2 separate regions of the Mus musculus genome follow, and region 1 is linked to region 2. The links are chromatin contacts, called in public Hi-C maps. All regions are on one chromosome and are shown on one strand. Each heading gives the region's core, a stretch centred on a gene start, on an enhancer-like site or on the middle of the called end of the contact. The rest is flanking DNA. Distances are from core to core; before and after follow the strand shown.

Region 1 (6,880 bases), core at 1,117-3,616, 99 kb before region 2:
TTGTGAGCCACCATGTGGTTGCTGGGATTTGAACTCAGGACCATTAGAAGAACAGTCGGGTGCTCTTACCCGCTGAGCCATCTCTCCAGCCCCTGGCTCAAATTCTTTACCCTGTTGCTATTGATGTATGAAGGTTGTGCAGAACTGGCCCGACCTCTCACCTGCTCTTTCTGGAAGAGCTGGCCCTGAAGAGAGCCTCAGAGCTGACCCCAACCCTGCACAACTGCAGTACTATGAACAGCAGGTCCCACTATCACTCAGGGAGCACAGTAGAGCTGGCCCTGGTTGCAGAAGTTGCAGATGAGCCAGCGCCACTGGTGTGAGCATGGGAGGGCTGGCCCTGCCACCTGTCTCCTGGGAAGTGGCACGGATGAGGGAGAAGGGAGAGATGCTCTCCCCCTAACCCCCCTTGCCACCTACCACAGGCGAAGAGCTGGTCCCAAGGCTGTCAGAGTGGGAGAACTAGACCTGCCCCTCACCTGCTGCAGCACAGTAGAGCTGGCAGAAACATGCGTGAGCTGGCACTGCGGGCATGAGCGTGGGAGAGCTGGTCCCAGCAACTTGTCTGCTGTTTGAGGCAGAGATGATGATGATGGCAGGGCCTCATCATGGCCCTGATGGAGGAGAGATGCCCCCTTCTCCCATCCCTCCTCGTCCCTAGTCACCTATGACAGGTAGGAAAACTGGACCTGTCCCTCACCAGGAACAGCACTCAGGAGAGTAGGCCTACAACTTGTCTGGGCAGCACAGTAGCCATGGTCCTGATGGCATGAGCACCAGCGGTGAGCCACCCGGTAGGCATGAGACCATGAGAACCTGAGAGCTGGCTGTGGCATTGGACAACCTAGCCAGGCAGCGCTGGAGACCCTGCCCTGGTAGTGTGGGAGCAGAAAAGCTGGCAGGCTGACCAGCCCGGACACCTCTCAGGCCCAGATGCAGGGCTTTGAGTTGGCCCACCCCAACATCTACCCCATTGATGAACAGCTGGAGGGCATGGGCCAGTCCTACAGATCTAAAACTACAGGATCTCCATAACACCGGCAACGACAGGATATCCAGGAGGAATCTCAGTGAAGTCCCAGGAATGATAGAGTAGCAGAAGTCAGGTAGGTGCCTTGCAACAGACCAATGACTCATTGCAGTGGACATTTGCAAGTAGAGAAGTGTGCTGTGGGACACACTGTGACACACTACAGCTTCCACAGTGAGGTTTTTTTTTGTTTTTTGTTTTTCTTTTAGGGAGAGGTTGTAAGGGTGGAGAGTGGATACTGGGGGTTTTGGGCTCATGATGTGAAAGTCACAAAGCACCAATAAGAAATTAAAAACAAAACAACATTTTATAAGCACAATTAATACAAGATGATACTTTATAAAAAAATCAGAAAAATTTGAGACATGGCAAAGGGAATCATTAAAAAGAACAAAACAAAACAATAAGGGGCTGGAGAGATGGCTCAGCAGTTAAGAGCACTGATTGCTCTTCAGAGGTTCTGAGTTCAATTCCAAGCAACCACATGGTGGCTCACAACCATCTGTAATGGGATCTGATGCCCTCTGCTGGTGTGTCTGAAGACAGTATACCCACATACATGAAATAAAGAAATAAGTCTAAAAAAATACAGTAAGAAAAAAAAGGAATAAAAGAAGGTAAAAATATAAAAACACGTGCCTGTAGGCCTAGCATTTATTAGACGAAAAGAGAAGTATTAAGAATTCAAGGGTAGTGCCGGGCATGGTGGTGCAAGCCTTTAATCCCAGCACTTGGGAGGCAGAGGCAGGCGGATTTCTGAGTTCAAGGCCAGCCTGGTCTACAGAGTGAGTTCCAAGACAGCCAAGACAGCCAGGACTACACAGAGAAACCCTGTCTCGAAAAACCAAAAAAAAAAAAAAAAAAAAAAAAAAAAAAGAATTCAAGGGTAGGAAGTCCCTCCCCGCAGCAGCCTGCAGGCCACCTGACAGGGTTCTCTGCCTCAGCTGCCCATAGCACAGTTCTGCTCCAACCCACTGGCCCTGGGGGCCATGACCTGTGGGCCACTGGCTGTGTGCTCCACAGTTTAGCCATTCCCACGGCTTGCCTGCCAGTACAGTCTGATCTCAGGCCACGGCTGTTAGCTCTTATTCTAGTCCTAGCTGAATGTTTCTTTGCTAATACAACAATGTACTTCTCTATACCTCCGAAACTGTCAAAGTTACCTACGGTTCTCTTTCCTATCCTGTCTTGATGACTGCTATCAAATTCTATTCAGTTATAGCCAACCTACAGTGCTCAATCTGTAAGAAATTTGTTAATTATTAAGTTTGTGACAGTCAGAATTCCCCAAAGCCTCTAAGGTTCCTCCCAGGAAGTCTCAGGAGATGTGGACACAGCTGCAGGATACTGCCTGGACTGTGATGTGATCACCACTGAAACACGCAGTGGACAGCACTCGATACTCTGAGTCACGTGACCTAGCTAAAACCAAGGTAAGCCATTTTTCACGTCACACATATCCATTCCACAGAGAAAAAGCCTGCATCTTCTGTGCTTGAAAGCCAGACTGACTGCCCAACTTGCTGTAGAGACCATGGAGATCACAGAGAACTGTTGGCTAGTAGACTCTGTCATTTTTTAAATAATATAACTGCTAAATTATTGTTTATTCCCCAGACTTCTGGCTACATTGACAGCTAGAGAAAAAAACTTTCACAGATGTAATCTGTTATCTCCTTACCTAAATTCTGTTTCCATTGATTAAATGCTTCATACTTCCTCTTTTTGCTATGCCACTGTCCTAACATTATCTGAGTTCCTATAAATTTGCCTAACTCTAATAAAATATTCCACTATACAATCAAACTTTTTTTTGTTTGTTTGTTTTGTTTTTCAAAACAGGGTTTCTCTGTGTAGTCCTGGCTGTCTAGGAACTCACTCTGTTGACCAGGCTGGCTTCAAACTCAGAAATCCACCTGTCTCTGCCTCCCAAGTGCTGGGATTAAAGGCATGCGCCACCACTGCCCAGCTCCGATTGAACTTTTTAATCTTATTCCTTCTGCTCCACAAAAGGCTCATCTTAAAGACAATTCATGTGGTTAACTCATGCTGTTATCTCTTTTATAAACTTATAAGTTACAGGAAACCCAGTCAGATCTACCTCTCATGGACCAAATAGACTCCACCCAGATACGTACATCTGCCTAACCTATTCCAGAGGGTGGGATTTCTCTGGGTTTCAAATGTACATCTTAAGAAAAAAATTGTTTTTCTCTCAAATGTATTTACTCTTATTCTCTACCTATAATAATGTGTTTCAGCATCTTGTCAAGTCCAGGTGCTTACTACACCCAGGACAGCTCCAGAGAAGCAACCTTCATATGCTCCAATCTCCTCTCATAGACACACATTCCTACTGGACCTGTCCCTTCTGACCTATCCTCAGATGGCTCCACAGACCCTGGACAGCAAAGAGGCAGCCAACTCTCCTAAGACTGGATAAACATCCCCCATAACTGAAAGATCCTGACAGAATGCAAAAGGTCACAGAAGCCCTGAAATTGGCAAAATAGATTTCATGGCTAGCAGAACTAGCTTCACTGATTTAGAAAAATAGAGGTGCACAATGCTCTGGCCGCTCCTTGAACCCGTGTGTCTGCCAATGTTCTGGCCGCTCCTTGAACCCGTGTGTCTGCCAATGTTCTGACCGTTCCTTGAACCCAGGTGTGTGCCTACTGCTGCACCTCACTGCCAGGTGTTTGTGATATTGGTTGCTGGGACAGAGTCGGAAAATCTCCCCAGCAACCACAGCCCGGCCAATCCTGAATTGCTGCACCTGCTCCAGACTCTTTCCTTGTACCCCTCCCATACCCATTTCTTGAGAATAGACATTGTTTAGATCTGGAAATCCCCTACTCCCCCCTTCTCCTTTCCCCCCTGAGGACCTATACTGGAACCCCTTTCCCCTCGGGGTTGACTCCTCCTCTACCCCTGTGTGGGATATGAGTCGTCCCCAGAGCTCTGGCTTTCCCGAATAAAGCCTCATGTGGTTTGCATCAAGCTTGGTCTCTCGTGAGTTCTTGAGGGTCCGCTATTATCCCGAGGCTTGAGTGAGGGTCTCCCTTCGGAGGTCTTTCATAACCATCCCTCTAGATGGTTTCCTAGAGATGTCGCCCCCAATGTCAGCATGAAGCAGCCAGATATCACGATGACCCTATTCCTGCTTCACCATCATCCTTTTAATTTTTCTTTTTTAACTAAACCAAATCAGGAGAATGTTGGTATTCTATCTGGTCTCCACTCCCACAGTTACCTGGCAAAAACCATGTAGGCTTGGCTCAGTATAAAAGGGGCTGCTTTCCCCCCCATCTTTCTCTTGCTTCTTTTGTGTCTGTTACTCTCTACTCTTGCCTCTCTCCCCATTCCTTTCCCCCCTCTCTCCACGTGGTCATGGCCTCTACTTCTCTACTCTCTCCCTCTCTCTGCCTTTCTCTGCCTCTACTGCCCTCTTAACTCCCCTCCACATGCCCTGAATAAACTATTTCTACACTTAAAAAAAGAAAAAGTAAAAGAAAAAGAAAAAGAAAAAGAAAGAATTCAAGGCTAGTCCTGTGAGACACCGATGCCCCAGTGTAGGGGAATGCCAGGACAAGGAAGCAGGAGTGGGTGAGTTGGTGAGCAGGGGGAAAAGGGGTGGATAGGGGGTTTTTGGAGGGGAAACCTGGAAAGGGGATAACATTTGAAATGTAAATAAAGAAAATATTAAAAAAAAAAACAATTCAAGGCCAGCTTAGACTATTATAGAGACAGTCTCAGAAACAGAAACAGAAACAGAAACGAAACAAAACAAAACCCTTTGATTCTAGCCTGGAGGAGGCAGAGGTAGGTGGATCTCTGAGTGCAAGGACAGCCTGGTCTATATAACTAGTTCCAGGCTACGCAAAATTACATGGTCTCAAACAAAACAAAACAAAACAAAACAAAACAAAACACACCCACCTACTCACCCACACAAACAAACAAACAAACGAAAACTAGAAATCTGGTCATGGGACAAGACTGAGGTCCTAGCACTTTAGAGACGGAAACTGAAAGATTGTTGCAAATTCAAAGCTAGCCTGAAGTACACAGCCAATTCCAGAAAGAGAGAAAGAGAGTGGATCAAAGCAGTTTGGAAAGGATTATTTTTGTTGTGTTGAACACACAAAAACAAAGGGACTGGAGGACTCTGTGGTTAAGAGCATTTCACTGGGGACAGGTGGCTTCCAACTGCCTATAACTCCAACTCCAGGGAATTCAGTGCTCGCATCTTAAAAGTTTTTTTTGTTTTTTGTTTTTGGTTTTTCGAGACAGGGTTTCTCTGTGTAGCCCTGGCTGTCCTGGAACTCAAGCTCTGTAGACCAGGCTGGCCTCGAACTCAGAAACCCACCTGCCTCTGCCTCCTGAGTGCTGGGATTAAAGGCGTGCACCACCACGCCCGGCCCTCTCTCCCTTTTTATGCTCCAAATTGACCTTGCAAATCATTTCCCTGGTCACCTGTCTGCCTTTCAGATAGAGCCAGGACCGGAAGCAGCTTTTCCCCAGCACCTGTGGCTTCAGAAGAGTTAACGCACCTGGCCCTTTCTGTCATCTCATCCCCAACAATACTTCCCAGGCTGTTCCTGAAAGGGCTGCTAGTTTGGGACAATCTGCATTGTGGCTCCACAGCTCTGGGACCAGGTAGATGTGTCAACAGTGAAACCCAAAGTAGTAAATGAATCTGTTGTCCCAGGGTTCTAAGAACAGGACTTCTGGGCAGCCTGAGTCTGGTACAGGCTGGGAAACTCTGAGAGCATTAAAATGGCCAGGTTGGGTTTTAGCGTACATTTGTGAATGAGGTATTAAAGGTATCTGGATAGGGCCAGAAATGTGGTGGCTTGTGATGATGACTGTTGGCAGAAGGATGCTTAGAAGCAGTAATCCGTTTCTCGTGTACCAAGCAAGTCCTGGGAGGCAGCCTCTGCCCACAAATCACCATGACAGAAGGTATGTGGTACTGTAGGAGCCTTGGAAAACCCATGAAAGAAATAGTATTAATTGCTTTGAAGTGTAAATATAAAAAAACAATAGCCGTCAAAAGAAAGCCCCCAGTAGGCTGGAGAGAGGGCTGGGTGGTTAAGAGAGCGCATTGCTTTCTTACAGAAAGGACTCAGGTTTGCTTCTCAGGATGCACATGGCTGCCTACAACTGTCTCTAATGCAGGCTCCAGGGGATCCCAACGCTCTCTGTGCCTCCAAAGGCACAGGCATGGGCATGGCGCACAGATACACAAGGAGGCACACATAGTCATTGAATAAAAACAAACAAAACTTTTTTTTTTTAAAGCACTTGGAAAGAACCAGCAGGTTGGAAGTTTTATAGCAACACTGACGCAGGGGCTTTAAAGGGGGAACTTCTGGTTTCTTCAGAAAGTCAGTTATGTGAAATGATGTTTTACTGGGCAGACAGGGGAAAGAATTTTTTGCTAAAGCAGACACCTGCAAGAATGTTTTTGCTGAAGCAGACACAGGTGAAAGAATGTCTTGCTATAGCAGACACGTGAAAGGACACGTGATAGTTGGAAGGAATATAAATATGACCCCACAGACAGTGGGAGCGCGTGCATTGGCTCACTTTGCCCTGTCTTGTCAGTCTTCTCTGATGGCACACGTGTATTGGTTTGCTTTACATTGCATTGAGCTTCACTTATGGTGATGTCAGAGAGAGAAACTCACTGAAGAACACCGTGAGGTTCCTGTGGCATCTTGCGGCTTCTACAGTGGACTCTGGACAGTTGACGAGCCTTGCCGTTTCTTCAGGACTGAACTGCCCCTGCAGTCCTGTGTGGTGTCTGCTGAGGTCTGCAGCTGCTGATTCGTGCGTGGTGGTTGC
Region 2 (7,122 bases), core at 3,572-6,071:
TATATATCCCCCCAGTACAAGGGAACGACAGGGCCAAGAAGTGGGAGTGGGGCTGGTGAGATGGCTCAGCAGGTAAGAGCACCCGACTGCTCTTCCGAAGGTCCTGACTTCAAATCCCAGCAACCACATGGTGGCTCACAACCGTCCGTACTGAGATCTGATTCCCCCTTCTGGAGTGTCTGAAGACAGCTACAGTGTACTTACATATAATAAATAATAAATAAATCTTTAAATAAAAAAAAAAAAAAAAGAAGTGGGAGTGGATGGGTAGGGGAGCAGGGTGGGGGGAGGGTATAGGGGACCTTTGAGATAGCATTTGAAATGTATATAAAGAAAATATCTAAAAAAAAAAACCCCAAAATATACATGATTTCCCCACTCAATAAGAGAAAATCATGTGCTCTGTTTTCATGCACACCAGATAAAGAACTCAGATTCCATTAGAGATGATTGTGGGTCACCATGTAGCCCCTGGTAATTGAACTCAGAACCTCTAGAAGAGCAGCCAGTGCTCTTAACCACTGAGCCATCTTTCCAGCTTGAATATCAGGGAATTTGCTGTGAGACTGTTTCTTAGTAATGCCAGAACCATAAAGTCTCAGATATGATTGCCTAAAATTGGGCTGAACAAGGACAAAAGCCATAGGTGTGCCTAAGTATATAGGGGAAAGACCACGAGGCTTCAACCCTACACAAAATACAACAAGCACTAGGGAATGATGTGAGAATGAGAAATAGTCTTCCCAGGGGGGAGAAGAATGCACTAATTGGTAATCTAGTACCAAAAGGTTACCCCTGAAAACATACTTGAGTAACAATGTATGGACTGAACAGGTTGCACTTATGTAGCAATATACAAACACACACACACATATACTTTTACATGTATATGTATGTAACAACAATTAATGAAAAGAGAGTCCATGAATTTGAATGACAACAAGTAAGGCTTGGAGGCAGGAAAAGGAAGGGGACATAATGTAATCACATTATAATCTTAAAAAACAAAGAAAAATCAAAATGAATCAAAACACTGACTATAATCTGGGGATCACCAGCAACTGTACTCTCTCCTGGACAAACTCAAGTGAAAAGGAAAGACAACATGTATTTGAGCAGCAGTGCTATTTTATGAGTGACCTCTTCTGTTACCTGCTCCAAAATATGAGTTTGTTTGCTGGCCACAGCCTCCTCTTCATCTTCAGGAACAGAAGACACAGATGAGCCAGGTGGCTCCTCCAGAGGCATATCAAACAGTTCCCTGATGGTCTGCTATTAGATATAACAGAGGGGAGAGGTCAACCAATGGAATATTACTTCAAGGCCAGAAACTTTGAGGGTTGAAGTATGAGAGGAACTACCAATGCAGAAAAATCTGTGGAAGTAAAGGCAGCAGCTGTCTAGCAAATAGGGAACTCTTTTAACAACAAAAGTTCTTTTCTGTTTAGATAGAAGGATTTTATTTGGTACCTGTTTAAAATAGGCTGTAGTGAAGTTGCCTCCTTCAATGGCCATATCTCCCAACATTCTCTTCTGATTGGCCTTTTTTAGAATGTTCTCTTCTACTGTCCGTTCACTGATAAGCCTAGGAAATGAGAAGTGAGGTGTGAAACCTACAAATATACCAAGCATGCCCTACACATAGAGGAAGGGGAAGGGAGGGGAGGAACATTAGGCACCACCTATAGATGTGGACATCCCGAGTTTGACCAATTCGGTGACAGCGATCCTGGGCCTGAGCATCCATGGTGGGATTCCAGTCGCTGTCATAAAAAACAACAGTGTCTGCTCCTGTCAGGTTCACACCCACACCCCCACTTCGAGTTGAAAGGATGAAGCAGAATATGCGTTTGTCCGCATTGAACCGTTCCATCAAGGCCTAGAAGGAAAGGGAAAAAAGATGGTATTTGGAGATTTATTCCTAAAACAAACAAAAGACTTTTTAATTTTTAAGGTCCCTTCGTAAAAGAAACAAAAGCTGAGGTGAGTCTCTGGAGGGCTAAGAATTCTCAAGTTACCTGTCTCTGCTCCACTCTAGTAGACCCATCTAGACGCAAATACAGATGGCCATGGTAGGTGAGAAATTGCTCTAATACATCCAGCATTCGGGTCATCTGGGTAAAAATGAGCACCCGGTGGCCCTCCGCCTTGAGCTGCCGTAACAGCACAGCCAATGTCTGCAACTTTCCTGAAAGAAAAAAAAAACAAAAACAAAACCAAAAAACCAAAACAAGCATGAAGGCGTCTGAGGTGAGGTACACAACAGTAGACAGACAGTAACACAAGACAACTCCAGCTGAATGAAGGTCTTAGGTCAAGGTTTCAACTAGTCTAACGAATGAAAACCATTAAACTCCCTACTTTTTACCCTTAAAGGTTCTTTCTTATAGTATGTTCCTATCTGGGACTTAATTCCTCTTTAACCTAGGGCTGAAGCCACAGAGCAACAGATCATCAGGGGATAGAGTAGGAATGTGTGTTCTTAGTGTTTATAAGCAAGAAGGCTCAAAAGTACTAACCAGTCAGGCCAGCTGAAATGAGAATAGATTCACATTAGAATTATCAATAAATCTATAGTCAAGGTTTACAGAAAGGAATTTAAGGCCCAATTACAACCATAGGAAAAGACAGACCAGGATGGTAAAAGGTTATCTAGTCATCATAGAACAAACAGAATTGACCTTGGGACTCAAGAAACAAGTGCTCTTTCACAGGAGCCAGGTTAGGTTCCCGTATCCACAGGGTAGATCACAACCATCTGTAATTCTAGTTCCAGAGAATCCGGTGCCCTCTTTTGACCTTCTTGGGCAACAGACACGCACATAGCGCGCGCGCACACACACACACACACACACACACACAGGCAAAACGCTCATGTAAAATACATAAGTGTTTAAAAAAACATTAAAATAGAAACAACTTGTATATTATTTCCAGTAAGTCAGCTAGCAAGACCAGTGAGTAAGGTACTTGCTGTCAAGTCTGATATCTTCAGTTAGTTCTAGAACTCACATGGATCCAACACACATAAATTGTCTTGGACATTATACTATGTAGGCATCTATAGAAAACAGAGTAATAAAAACATTTGGTAGTGTTGGAGTCCTAGGACAACCTCAATTGACACTTGGAGATACATTATTTTCAGCTCCAAGTGTGTGTGTGTGTGTGTGTGTGTGTGTGTGTGTGTGTGTGTGTGAGAGAGAGAGAGAGAGAGAGAGAGAGAGAGAGAGAGAGAGAGAGAGAGAGAGAGAGAGAGAGAGAGATGAGGGGTGTGCTTGGGATTGAATATGGAGCCTCGTGCACGCTAGGAAAGCAATTACCACTGAGAGTTAAACCTGCAGCCCAGTTTCAAAAGACCTACAATTAACCTATTATGGTTTCAGATGGTATTTAAAATGGAGGTGGGGTAAGGTAAGGCTGCAGAGATGGCTCAAAAATTAAAATACTTGCTATGCAAGACTAAGTGCTTGAGTCTGATTCCCTAGCATCCTAAGGGTTGAGGTAAAGATAGGAAGACAAGGTTGGGGGGAACTGAGGGTCAGCCATTCTAGCTGAAATAGTGAGCTCCAGGTTTACTAAGAGACCCCGTATCAAAAATAAAGGTGGGGGAGAGAGAGAGTGAAATGAGGTGTGTGTGTTATGTATATATCATGAAATTGTCTGTATAACAACATGATATGGTAAAGGAACAAATTTAATCCATTATAGAAAATAGATGGGAAAGTAATAGAGAAAAATAATTGACCTCTGGCCTCTAAACTCATACACAGGCAAGTAGACTTGCATATTCATGTATGAATAGACACATTATATGCACAAGAAAAATTTCTTTTTTTTTCTTTAAGACCAGGTCCCACTTTGTAAACAAGGTTGGCCTCAAAGTTACCCTCTTGCACAAATGTGCTTCTCAAATGCTGGGATTATGAGCCTGTATTAACCATCCCAGGTCTCTCCCCTCCCACAAATAATGTATTTTTTAGAGAAATTTTCTCTCATATATTACATCTCAACTGCTGAACAAAAATTCAGTGTACAGACAGAGGCAGAGGGATTTCTGAGTTCAAAGCCAGCCTGGTCTACAGCCCAGCCAGACATAAAAGCTTCCAAGACTGCCAGAGCCATAAAGAGACCCTGTTTCTAAAAAAGCAGAAACAATAAAAATTATATAATAATAATAATGATAAGCAGAAGATCTTGAACTTGCAGCAATCCTCCTGCCTCTTTGTCCTGAGTATTACAGTTTACATATGTGCACCTCAGACCCAGTTGCTTTGTTTTTGGATCTTTAATGTTTCTCTATTGCAGTACAGGCTGTCCTAGAACCTTTGTAAACCAGCATGGCCTTGAACTCAGAGATCTGCCTTCCTCTGCTGAGATTAAAGGTGTGCTTCCATATTCTATACTACGCTGCCTCACTTATTATCCCAAATGATAAGCAAAATGACAGATGTTCATGACAACCACTGGATAAACAAATCAATTAACATCATATATACATCACTTCCACAAAAGCTCCCAAAATGTTGCCTCTAAGCATCGTTTCTTTGATGTAATGATCTTGACACAAAGACTCAAGAATAATTTGGTGGAGAGGAGTCCAAGGCCATCCTCAGCCCCAGCAGTAAACAGAGGAGGTCGTAGGATACGCAAGACTGTCTCAAACCAAATCAAACAAGTACTGAGGGTCCTGAAATAGACAAGAACTCACCACAATCATACTGGATGAGTCTCAAGTCAGGGAACTGAGTACGCATATTACATACAATACGGTGCAAAGGACGGGCTCGAGGCCAGAGCTCACAGGCCAATTGCTCCTGGAAGGCTGCCTGATGAGGGGCCAGCCAAGGAGGTGGGTGGCAGGCATGCAGGGAAGGGGGAGGTGCCTCCACAGGAGGCATGACAAAGATGAACCTGTGAAAAGAAGAAAATAAACATTGTAAAAGATATGACCCTGAAATACCATAGAAATTAGCACCTTCATTAGACCTAAGAACTAAGCCCCCAAACCCACTCCCCAACAGCACTTAGCCCTGCCAACCTCTCAATGATTTCTGACAGCTGCTCTAGTCGCTGCTGGGGAAACAGTACAGCCCGACGGGCAGCCTCAGTGTAAGTCCAAAAGATGGGGTGGCTGGGGCCAGGAGAACGAGGACCAATGGGGCTGGCAACAGGTTGGGGCAAGGTACAGAAATCCAGGACTTCAGTCCCATACACGGGTGCCAGAGCCCCATGAGCCTCACTAAGTTGGAAAATCCGATCCAGGCGCTCAGATCGCTGCTGCTTCCGCTTTTCTTCCAGAGAGTCCTAAAGAAGAAAAAAAAAGAAATTAGTGTACTTAAGAGTTTACAACAAAACTTTGTGCTTTATCATGTCTAAAACTGTTTTCACAGTGCTAAATGACACCTCTACAAGAGAAAACTAACTTTCCTGTATGCTTATTAAAGCACAGTGCAAAATATTCAAAATAAAACCTACATATCCAACAATTGAGGCAATTTTCATATGTAACACTCAAACTGAGGGCATCTAACTTATAGTTTCTTGAAGTAGCTCCATGGAATGTGAATGTGCACTTTCATGCACAAATACATAGAATTAAAACAAAACAAAACAAAACAGCAGACACTGAGCCACATATGCTGGCACATGCCTTTAATCCAGTATTTGGGAGGGGATGCAGGTGGATTTCTATGAGATCCAGGACAACCAGGGCTACATAGTGAGAGACCCTGTCTCAAAAAAGGGGAAAAAAAAATACATGAAAATCAGGGAGTACAGGTTTACAAACAAAAAACCAAAAAAAAAAAAAAAAAAAAAACAAAAGAAAACAAACAAACAAACAAAAATGAGAAAGGGAAAAATAAGGAAAATGAAAGGGAAGAATGGAAAGGAATGAAATAAGGAGGGCCCCTTTTTTATTTCTGTTTTGAGACAGGGTTTCTCTCTTGGTACTTGCTGGCTGCCAGTGCTGGGATTAAAGGTGTGAGCCATGACTGCTTGGCTAAGGAGGGGGCCTTCTGAACAGGTAATAAAATTATTTGGTAAGATGAAGGAGGAAAGCTCAGAGTGTGAAAAGCAGAGAAAATTTTAATACATCGTGGTTATGTAGGTCAGGACTTTATGATGACTTTTCTGCATTTTGGTTTCATCTATTTTTTTTACACTTTCTATGAGTATGTCAACTTTTAATTATTTAATTTTTTCTTACATAATTTAACTATAATAGTTCATTTTCAAGTTCTGTCAATGTGAAAGAAATAAAAGTTCATAATGTAAGGTTAGAAACTACACAGGAGACATTAATAGTGAATCATGACTAGACAAATATATTCCCAAAGTGGCCAATGAGAATTAGTAAAGTCATTCACTCTATAAATAAAAGGCCACTATTTCTTATATGTACATAATTTTTACCTCAACCAATATAATTATTAGTAGGAAGTGTAATAAGAACTAACATTCTGGGGCTGGGGAGATGGCTCAGTGGTTAAGAGCACTGACTGCTCTTCCAGAGGACCTGAGTTCAATTCCTAGAAACCACATGGTGGCTCATGGGTCTGATGACCTCTTCTGGTGTGTCTGAAAAGAGCAATGGTGACTATCCCCCCTAACATTCCAACTAGAAGTATATGATAAACCAAATTCAACCCCCAAACTGACTATAAATATTATAGAATATTTATAAATATAGAAACTATCCATGTAAATTTGTATTTAAATTTAGATAGCTCCCAATTAGACATTTTTATCAAACTACTCACATATTCTCTGACAACACAGATACATAATGTAGAACAGCACTGTTTTTGTTTTGTTTTGCTTTTTAGCACAACTTATCAGTGAATTCTTTCATGAAACCCAGTAGAACTGAAGAGACACTCTAAAAAGATTGGCAGATAATTTAAATGAATTCTACACTCTTCATAGTGGCAAGACATGGTAGATTTACATGGAGTCAGACATCTCTAGATTGTTCTGATCATTTTACTTCTAAATAGTTACAGGCATCTGTTTCAAATGTAATATATAAAGTCGTCTAGTGATAACATGTGAAGCCTCTTACTAAAGTCAGAGATTTTCATGTGGTTCATTGCTTAAGTATTTATGCTGTTTCAAGTT

What was found. A called contact is a pair of places that touch in the nucleus more often than the background predicts.
Region 1: a Hi-C map of liver shows a contact between it and region 2, with 2.3 times the contacts expected there. The contact joins two enhancer-like sites. A contact is called at or near these places in 3 of 39 promoter capture datasets (embryonic stem cells, fetal liver and trophoblast stem cells), 2 of 484 Hi-C or Micro-C datasets (liver and nephron progenitors) and 2 of 9 other capture datasets (adipose tissue and pancreatic islet).

The regions. Positions count from the first base shown.
Region 1 is chr7:127,644,552-127,651,431 of GRCm38.p6, reverse strand. No RefSeq gene overlaps it. Among named protein-coding and RNA genes, the nearest start is that of Gm51458, 11 kb to the right of the region's middle. Within about 2 kb of position 2,366, at least 15 of the 459 cell types and tissues checked have an H3K27ac peak or open chromatin away from gene starts, as enhancers often do. A contact at or near this core is called in liver, where this site is marked.
Region 2 is chr7:127,547,325-127,554,446 of GRCm38.p6, reverse strand. It overlaps Srcap (Snf2-related CREBBP activator protein), which reads right to left. Exons shown (of 34, transcript NM_001304266.1): 26 at 5,042-5,307; 27 at 4,712-4,914; 28 at 2,019-2,188; 29 at 1,683-1,879; 30 at 1,471-1,585; 31 at 1,153-1,272. Among named protein-coding and RNA genes, the nearest start is that of Tmem265, 10 kb to the left of the region's middle. Within about 2 kb of position 4,821, at least 8 of the 459 cell types and tissues checked have an H3K27ac peak or open chromatin away from gene starts, as enhancers often do. A contact at or near this core is called in liver, where this site is marked.